Linked DNA regions of Mus musculus: region 1 is linked to region 2. A link is a contact called in public Hi-C data. All regions are on one chromosome and are shown on one strand. Each heading gives the region's core, a stretch centred on a gene start, on an enhancer-like site or on the middle of the called end of the contact. The rest is flanking DNA. Distances are from core to core; before and after follow the strand shown.

Evidence for each region. A called contact is a pair of places that touch in the nucleus more often than the background predicts.
Region 1: a contact with region 2 is called in a Hi-C map of CD8 T cells, with 7 times the contacts expected there. The contact joins the promoter of Srsf11 here to the promoter of Spata1 in region 2. A contact is called at or near these places in 1 of 39 promoter capture datasets (pre-B cells) and 1 of 484 Hi-C or Micro-C datasets (CD8 T cells).

Annotation. Positions count from the first base shown.
Region 1 is chr3:158,034,616-158,038,138 of GRCm38.p6, forward strand. It overlaps Srsf11 (serine and arginine-rich splicing factor 11), which reads right to left and starts at 1,991. Exons shown (of 13, transcript NM_001379531.1): 1 at 1,901-1,991. The coding sequence starts at 1,990. Lrrc40 (leucine rich repeat containing 40) reads left to right here and starts at 2,067. Exons shown (of 15, transcript NM_024194.6): 1 at 2,067-2,261. The coding sequence starts at 2,111.
Region 2 is chr3:146,497,944-146,501,361 of GRCm38.p6, forward strand. It overlaps Spata1 (spermatogenesis associated 1), which reads right to left and starts at 1,850. Exons shown (of 15, transcript NM_001316756.2): 1 at 1,712-1,850. Gng5 (guanine nucleotide binding protein (G protein), gamma 5) reads left to right here and starts at 1,893. Exons shown (of 3, transcript NM_010318.2): 1 at 1,893-2,077. The coding sequence starts at 1,997.

The sequences.
Region 1 (3,523 bases), core at 741-3,240, about 12 Mb after region 2:
ACCTTCCAGTTTCTATCAATTAGCAACAAATAGATAATTTTCTCAAATGCAAGAGATAATTTTGGCTACAACCTGTTTATTTTTCACATGCTATATGAGTATAACATACAGTATATTATGAACTTGTATTAGCCAAATCCTTATGCCAGTTCATACCTATTGATATAGAAATATGCTGGATGTGGTGGCACTCATTTTTAATATTAGCACTTGATAGGCAGGGTGGATTTCAAGTTGGAGTCCAGTGTGATCTACATAGTGAGTTCCAGGCTAGGTAGGGCTACATAGATTCTGTAGACTCTAAAACAAAACACAACAAAACTCTAAAATACATTTGGGTGAAGAAACTGCATGTGATACAGTATGGTCAGACCACACCAAATCTACTTTTCAACTAATACTGTTTTTCTCATTAGGATGACAAAAGAGTTATGCAGCCTTCTCCCTGCATATGTTCTTTACATTTAAAAGAAGGGGAGAAAATCGGGGCTGGAAAGATGGCTCAGTGTTTAGAAGCACTTAAGGTTTTTTCAGAGCACCAAAGTTTGATCCAGGCACCCACATGGCAGGCGGCTCACAATCATTGCATAACCACAGTTGCAAAGGATCTGATATTTTCTTAGAGCAAAAAAACACAAACATAAATACACAGAAAACAAATTAATTTAAAAACTCATTTCTGTGATGGCTGACATGTTGATGGCTAACTATGTTTAAAAGTTAAAAATCTCTGTAGTTAGGCAAAATTAGACCTCCTATGTTAAGGACTGCTAAGGATATATATTTTTAACTGATGTTCCTGTAAATAAATTTGTTCTGCTTGAACATAAACACATTGTAATTTTGCATTCTTTGCCTTTATAAACCCGACTGAGGTGGCTGGGCGCTGCATTCTAGTGAATCTCTAAACATCCCCCAGACTCATAACCATTTCATACTGGTGAGATGGCTCTGCAGGTTGGTGGAAAAAAAAACCCACTCCCTCAAGTTGTTCTCTAACCTCCTGAGGCACCAGGGCACGTGAAACCCTATTCACGTGTGCAAAAAGAAACACTAAACTTAAAGAGGAATGTAATAGAAAATCAATTTCAGTCAAAGAATTTGGTCTGCGCTGGACACAGGATTCACGGCCCTGCCCACGTTAGGGAATTATATCCCCAGCCCTGGATAGTTGAGGGCTACTTCTTCGTTTGGGAAAATATATCAATACTTTGTAAACTCCAGGAAAAACTAAGCAGGAAATCGCTACTTATTAAATAAAATTTTCTTTTTTGTATTTACAACAAAACTACGCATTTAAATTTTCTTTGCTTTCTTTCTTTCTTCTTCTTTTTTTTTTCCTTTTTTCTTTTTTGAGACTGTTTCTCTGTTGCTCTGGCTGTCCTGGACTCGCTGTGTAGACCTGGCTGACCTCCAATTCAAGAGATCCATTTGACTCTGCCTAATCTAGTGCTGTGATTAAAGACGTGCGCCACCATGCCAGGTCAGTATTTACATTTTCATTATCCGAAGTTATTTTTAAAACTTCTTAAGACTGGATTATCGGTAAATCAGTGAAAAATGAGCTTCGTAAGCGTGGGACCAACTGCATAAGTTAGTCTGTAAGCGAGCAGGATTCGAAGTCCGAGCCCTTCACCACAGCTTTTAGCTGTCAGGTGGGTACTTAAGCTTAAGGGCCAAGCTTCGTGTCACTCGCCATCCTGTTCTCCGGGATCAATTCGATCACCGCACTGAACTCAGCGATCCCCAGGCCTGGCGCCCAGGGCCACAGGCCGCGCCTCAGGTTTCGACGCCGCCACGTTCTGATGCGACGTTGGGTAGCGCAGCCATGCCCGACCGCGCTGTCTAGGGAGCCCATGTTCCCCCCACGAGGACCTCTCAGCCCGTTAGACGCACTTACCCGAAAGAAGTTTCTCCTGAGGGCGAGGTTGGTGAGGGCAACGGAAGGGCTCGTCGGTCCTGCGGTCCCGGGAGCTGGCGGTGACGACATCAGCGCGCGCAGCTAGGGCAAGGCCCGGATTACTGTGAGGCGGAAGGGGCGGGGTTATCCAGCCATGGCACCTTGAAACGTCACAGCCGTGGTCGGGGCTTCCGGTGTGAGCTTTTGAATATGTCGCGCCAGCTGAGAGCCCCTAGGTTTGACCCTCGTGCGGGATTCCACGCGGAGGGCAAGGACAGAGGCCCCTCTGTTCCCCAGGGCCTGCTGAAGGCAGCGAGAAGCAGCGGCCAACTCAACTTGGCGGGAAGGAACCTCGGGGAAGGTGAGGCAGCGCGCGAACATCCTCTTGGTCCCCTGTGCACCCACCCGCGCCTGCTCCGTGGCCCTGCTAAGACTGGCCTTGACTTACTCGAAGTGTTCACTGAGATGTCCACAGAATACGGGATAAACATCGTAGTTTGGGAGTAAATTCGCTGTGAGATAGAGGATAGGCAGGTATTTGATTCGCCTTCCTCTTATTTTCGTTTTACCAGCTCCCCTCTGTGAGCTTAGAATAATTTTCTTTCAAGCCTAGCCTTTTTTTTTCTTCCACTTGAGGAAAATCCCAATGACAAACATACTCCTTATCCTAAGTACTAATTCAGAGTAAATGCTGCGGAGTATATGAATTTGAGAACATCCTGAGAAACCTATGAATGATCAACAAGCACAAATCTACATATTACTAAGTATAAATAAATACCTTTGTAGTGTATGTGTTTGGTAGGAGAGGACAGAGACAAAGAGAGGATTGAGAAGTGAAGCATTCTTTCTGTAATATTTTTTTCTACTTGCATTGATTAAAATCTTCCACTTCTAATAATGTACTTATGTATCTGTAAGGTTGACTAAGTAAAGACATTATGTGTATGCTTACTGAATGTGATGATTACTTGTGTCAAGTTGACACAATCAATGAGGGATTATTTAGATCATGTTCTCTATGAAGAACGTCTATGAAGACCTGTCTTGATTGATAATTGATGTAGGAAGATCTAGCCCACTGTGGGTTGTGCCATTCCCTAAGTTGGGTCTTGAATCCAAAGGTTGAGTCGTATAAAAAAGTGTGCGTGCCTTAATTCATTTCTCCCTCTGCTCTTGATTGTAGTTGTGTTGTGAGTAGCTGTTCCAAGTTCCTGCCATCTTGACTGATGGCCTGCAAATGAAATTATGAGCTAAAATAAACTTTTTCTCTAAGGTTCTTTGTTATGGTATTTTACCACAGCGTCTGGAAAGAAGAGTAGAATAGAAATTGGTACCCAGAAAGTGGATAAATCTGACTACATGGTTCCTAGGATATTTGAACTATTTTATATGGCTAGAATGTGGAAGGCTCTGGAATGTAGGTCTAGGAAAAAAGCTGAATGTTATGGGCAGAGCATAATGGACTGTGTTTTGGTTTGTTTTGTTGTTATGGGAAGTTGGAAAATAAGAATGCTGACAGAAATGTAGACATTGGAAGCCTGACTTTTGAAGTTTTACAGGGCAACAAGGACTGTGGTGGGAACTGGGTTAGCTGCCATTTGGATTATATTGTGGCCAAGA
Region 2 (3,418 bases), core at 600-3,099:
AAATGTATTGCATGTATGTAACAGGAAAAAAAATTGGGAAACCTATGTTGTAGGAATTTTTTAGAACCAAGTCCAGGGCCCATTTTGATAACAAAGTCTATCTTTAATCATCTAATATGTAAACACATGGTAAAGCCTTTGAAATATTTTAGAACATCGTGGAAGGTTAAAAAAGCTTTTACTAGGAGATATTGATAGTTCATGAACTGTATGTAATACTCATATCTTCGAATGTAAATGAATTTAAAGGCAATCTTATTTTCCTTCCTTTCTATCCCAATATGTATTGCTTATTTGACATACCATAAAACTATGATAGCATCTGGTGTGTGAGACAGCAATACACTCTGGTTTCCTAGCTCAATAGTTTGGGGAAAAGAAAACAATAAACTTTCTGAGACTAAGACAAATTTGTTTATTCCTCAACATTTCCTTAATAATGGGTTCTGTACCATGTAAAATCTTCTTTGAAATGTCTTCCAGCACATTCCATAGTTCTTAAGTATTATTGTAACTAATATAAAGTAGAACTTTAAGTTACACGTTAATCTTAGAAATCTGCATTTTAGCATACATTACAGGTAACAAGGCACAAAGTAAAATATTTGTGTTACATTTTGCATTAATTAATTTATTTTGGAGGCACAAGCCTTTAATCACAATGCTTGGAAGGCTGTGGGTTTCGAGGCCAGCCTGGTCTACATGGAGTTTCAGGCCAGCCAGAACTACAAAGTGAGACCCTGTCTCAAACAATATGGTTTGTTCGTTCACTTTTTAAATTATGTATTAATTAATGTACGTGTGTGAATGCAAACGTTCCCAGACTCCAGTGAGGGTGACAGTAGCCCAGGACTTGGTGCTTTTGAGTTGCCCAGTGTGGGTGGTGGGAAGTGTGACCTTAGGTCCTCTGCACGAGGGCTCAGTTCCCCAGTCCTCTAACTGCCATCTTCCAGCCTCAGTTTTCGTATTCTTTACACATATAATTTCATTTCGTTTCATTTTTTTTTTCCAAGAAATCCAGGGAGCGTTTTAACTTCGGCAGTTTAAACGGCTTGCCCAAGCACACCAGGGCTAAATTCAAACCCAAGTTTCTTAGATGGTCACTGTTAAGGACTGGGTAAAACCCCAAACTGATATTAACTGCTCAGTAACGCGATGTGTTGGCCCAGAGCAAACCATGTCATTTTTCTCAGTATCCCAAAGAAACAGCACTCACGACGAACCTCCTGTTTAGAGATGTTAGGTCTCAACAGGACTAATTTAAATCTTACTAAACTTTTGAGTCCTTCTGAAAACCCCTCTGGGGTTCATCAGTTACAAGCACGAAGTCAGCAATTACAGGGACATCAAAAGAGCAAACGATCCCCGAACGCGAACGCTTTATTTTTTAAAAAAGCACGGGGGACAGATTCCAGAAAGACAGGGCTAACAGGAAGCTGTGCGGGGCGGCTCGCACCTCTCGGCGACAGGCCAGCCTCCGACCGTCCAGGGTCCCGCGGCCCGGGTCCGTTACGGCGCCCTGGGCCCCGGGCTGGGCGAGCTGCGGCCGGCGCCGCCGGTTCACCCGAGGGCGCCTCACACAGGGCTGAGCTGGCGGGACTTGGGACGTGTCACGGACGCCCCGAGGCAGCGCGGCCACGTCCCTCACCCCGCCGTCGGTCGCGGACCTCCCTCCCCGCGCTCCCGAGTCCGCCCCGGGGCGTCCTCTTACCTCGCCCTACCCAGCCCCTCCAGAGGCGGAAGGCGCCGGCCGGGCGTCGGGCCGCACCGCCCCCGTCGCCACCGCGCCCACCGGCCGCTCCGCCCCTTCTCTCTCTCTCGCGCGCGCGGGGGGAGCCCGCGGCCGTCCCGGGGGGAGGGGGAGGGGGCGTCGGCGCGCATGCGCGGCGCGCACAGCCCCGGAAACTTCGACGAAGTTCGGAGCCCCGCCCCCGCCGTCCCGCGACCTGCCGCCCCCTGCCCGGACTGACGAGTCGGCCCGGCTGTCCCGAGCGCCATGTCGGGTTCTTCTAGCGTCGCCGCCATGAAGAAGGTGGTCCAGCAGCTCCGGCTGGAGGCCGGGCTCAACCGCGTGAAGGTGAGCGGGCGTGGGCGGGCGGTGGGCCCCGGGGTTGGGGGGAAGCGCGAGCCGACACGCGGCTCCTCTGGCCGGGCTGTGGGCCGAGGGCGAGGAGGGGGCCCGCCCTTCCGCCGCCCGCCGACTCTCGGCGGCCCCGGCGGGTCTCGCCAGCGACTTCCGTCTCGCACGTCTCACCCAGGCTCACTCCCAGCCCTCGTCCTTTGAACACACACGAGTCCGCCTGGGTAGCTCCGGATGGCGGCCTGATGAGCAACTTTTGTTTGCGGATCGTCCCGGGAGTCTCCGGACTCCACCTTTGTGGGGGTCCAGCCTCGAACAAAGAGGTGTTTGCAGCAGACGCCGCGGCGTGCTCGGCTGACCTTGCTGGGGTGTCTGTTTACCCGAGAAACCGCTGGCCGCTGGCCTGGGAGCTTGCGGTCTGGTTGGGGGGTCGGGTCTTGGGCTGTTGACTTTTAGGGAAAGGCTGTCCTTGTTGGTAGACAGCTAGGCATTCAGACGCTTTGGCTCTAAGGACCGTTTGGTTTATTTTTTTCAACTCCTAAACGGATTTGGCCTCTTTCTGACGTAATAGGTCGGGTTACATGTGAAACACTTCCCGGTGATTATAAAAAGAAACAAGAATATAAGTCGCCTTGCTAGACCCTGCCAGTTTCCAAGGTGATTTGATTTTATATTCAGCAGGCTAGTCCTTATTTCTAACGTGCTTTTGGAGAAGGCTTCTATTTAGCTTTCTTCTCAAGTAGAAATGTCAGAGACTGCTCAACTTCCTTGTGGTAACCATAGGAGGAGGGTAGGGAGACGCCCAATCAGTCTTGGTTTGGACTCTAATCATATTCTCACTTTTCATCCAAGTGACTTAGTCTTGGCCAGATTAGAGCTCTGAAATTTGAAGTGATCTATTGATCATCATCATTCATATATAATAACTGTCATAAAGTAGGCCAGGAAGGAAAAAAATAGTGGGTTGGGGGAGGAAATAAAGACAGGTACGTGTAGTAATTACAGTGGCGGTACTTAACCCTGGTGGCCCAAAGCAGTGAGCTAGCTCCCAGAGGAGGACTTCCTTTTCTTTGAAAACCCTACCTGCTCTGTGGCTACCTCCTAGCTTCTCTTGCCTTGCGTCCTAATTCTTCTGAAGGCTTCTCACTGGGATGACTCGAGCCACCACAGACAAACAGGTTTTTGAAGTTTCCATGGCAAGGCTCATCTCACTTGGGAATGTTACATGTCTAATCTAGGTTCCTAAATTAGGTTAGGTGCCATTTGATATCATCCATGTACCACACCTATGCTAGGTGCTTTTTGTGTGTGACATTTTAAAGCTAGCATAAACTTACT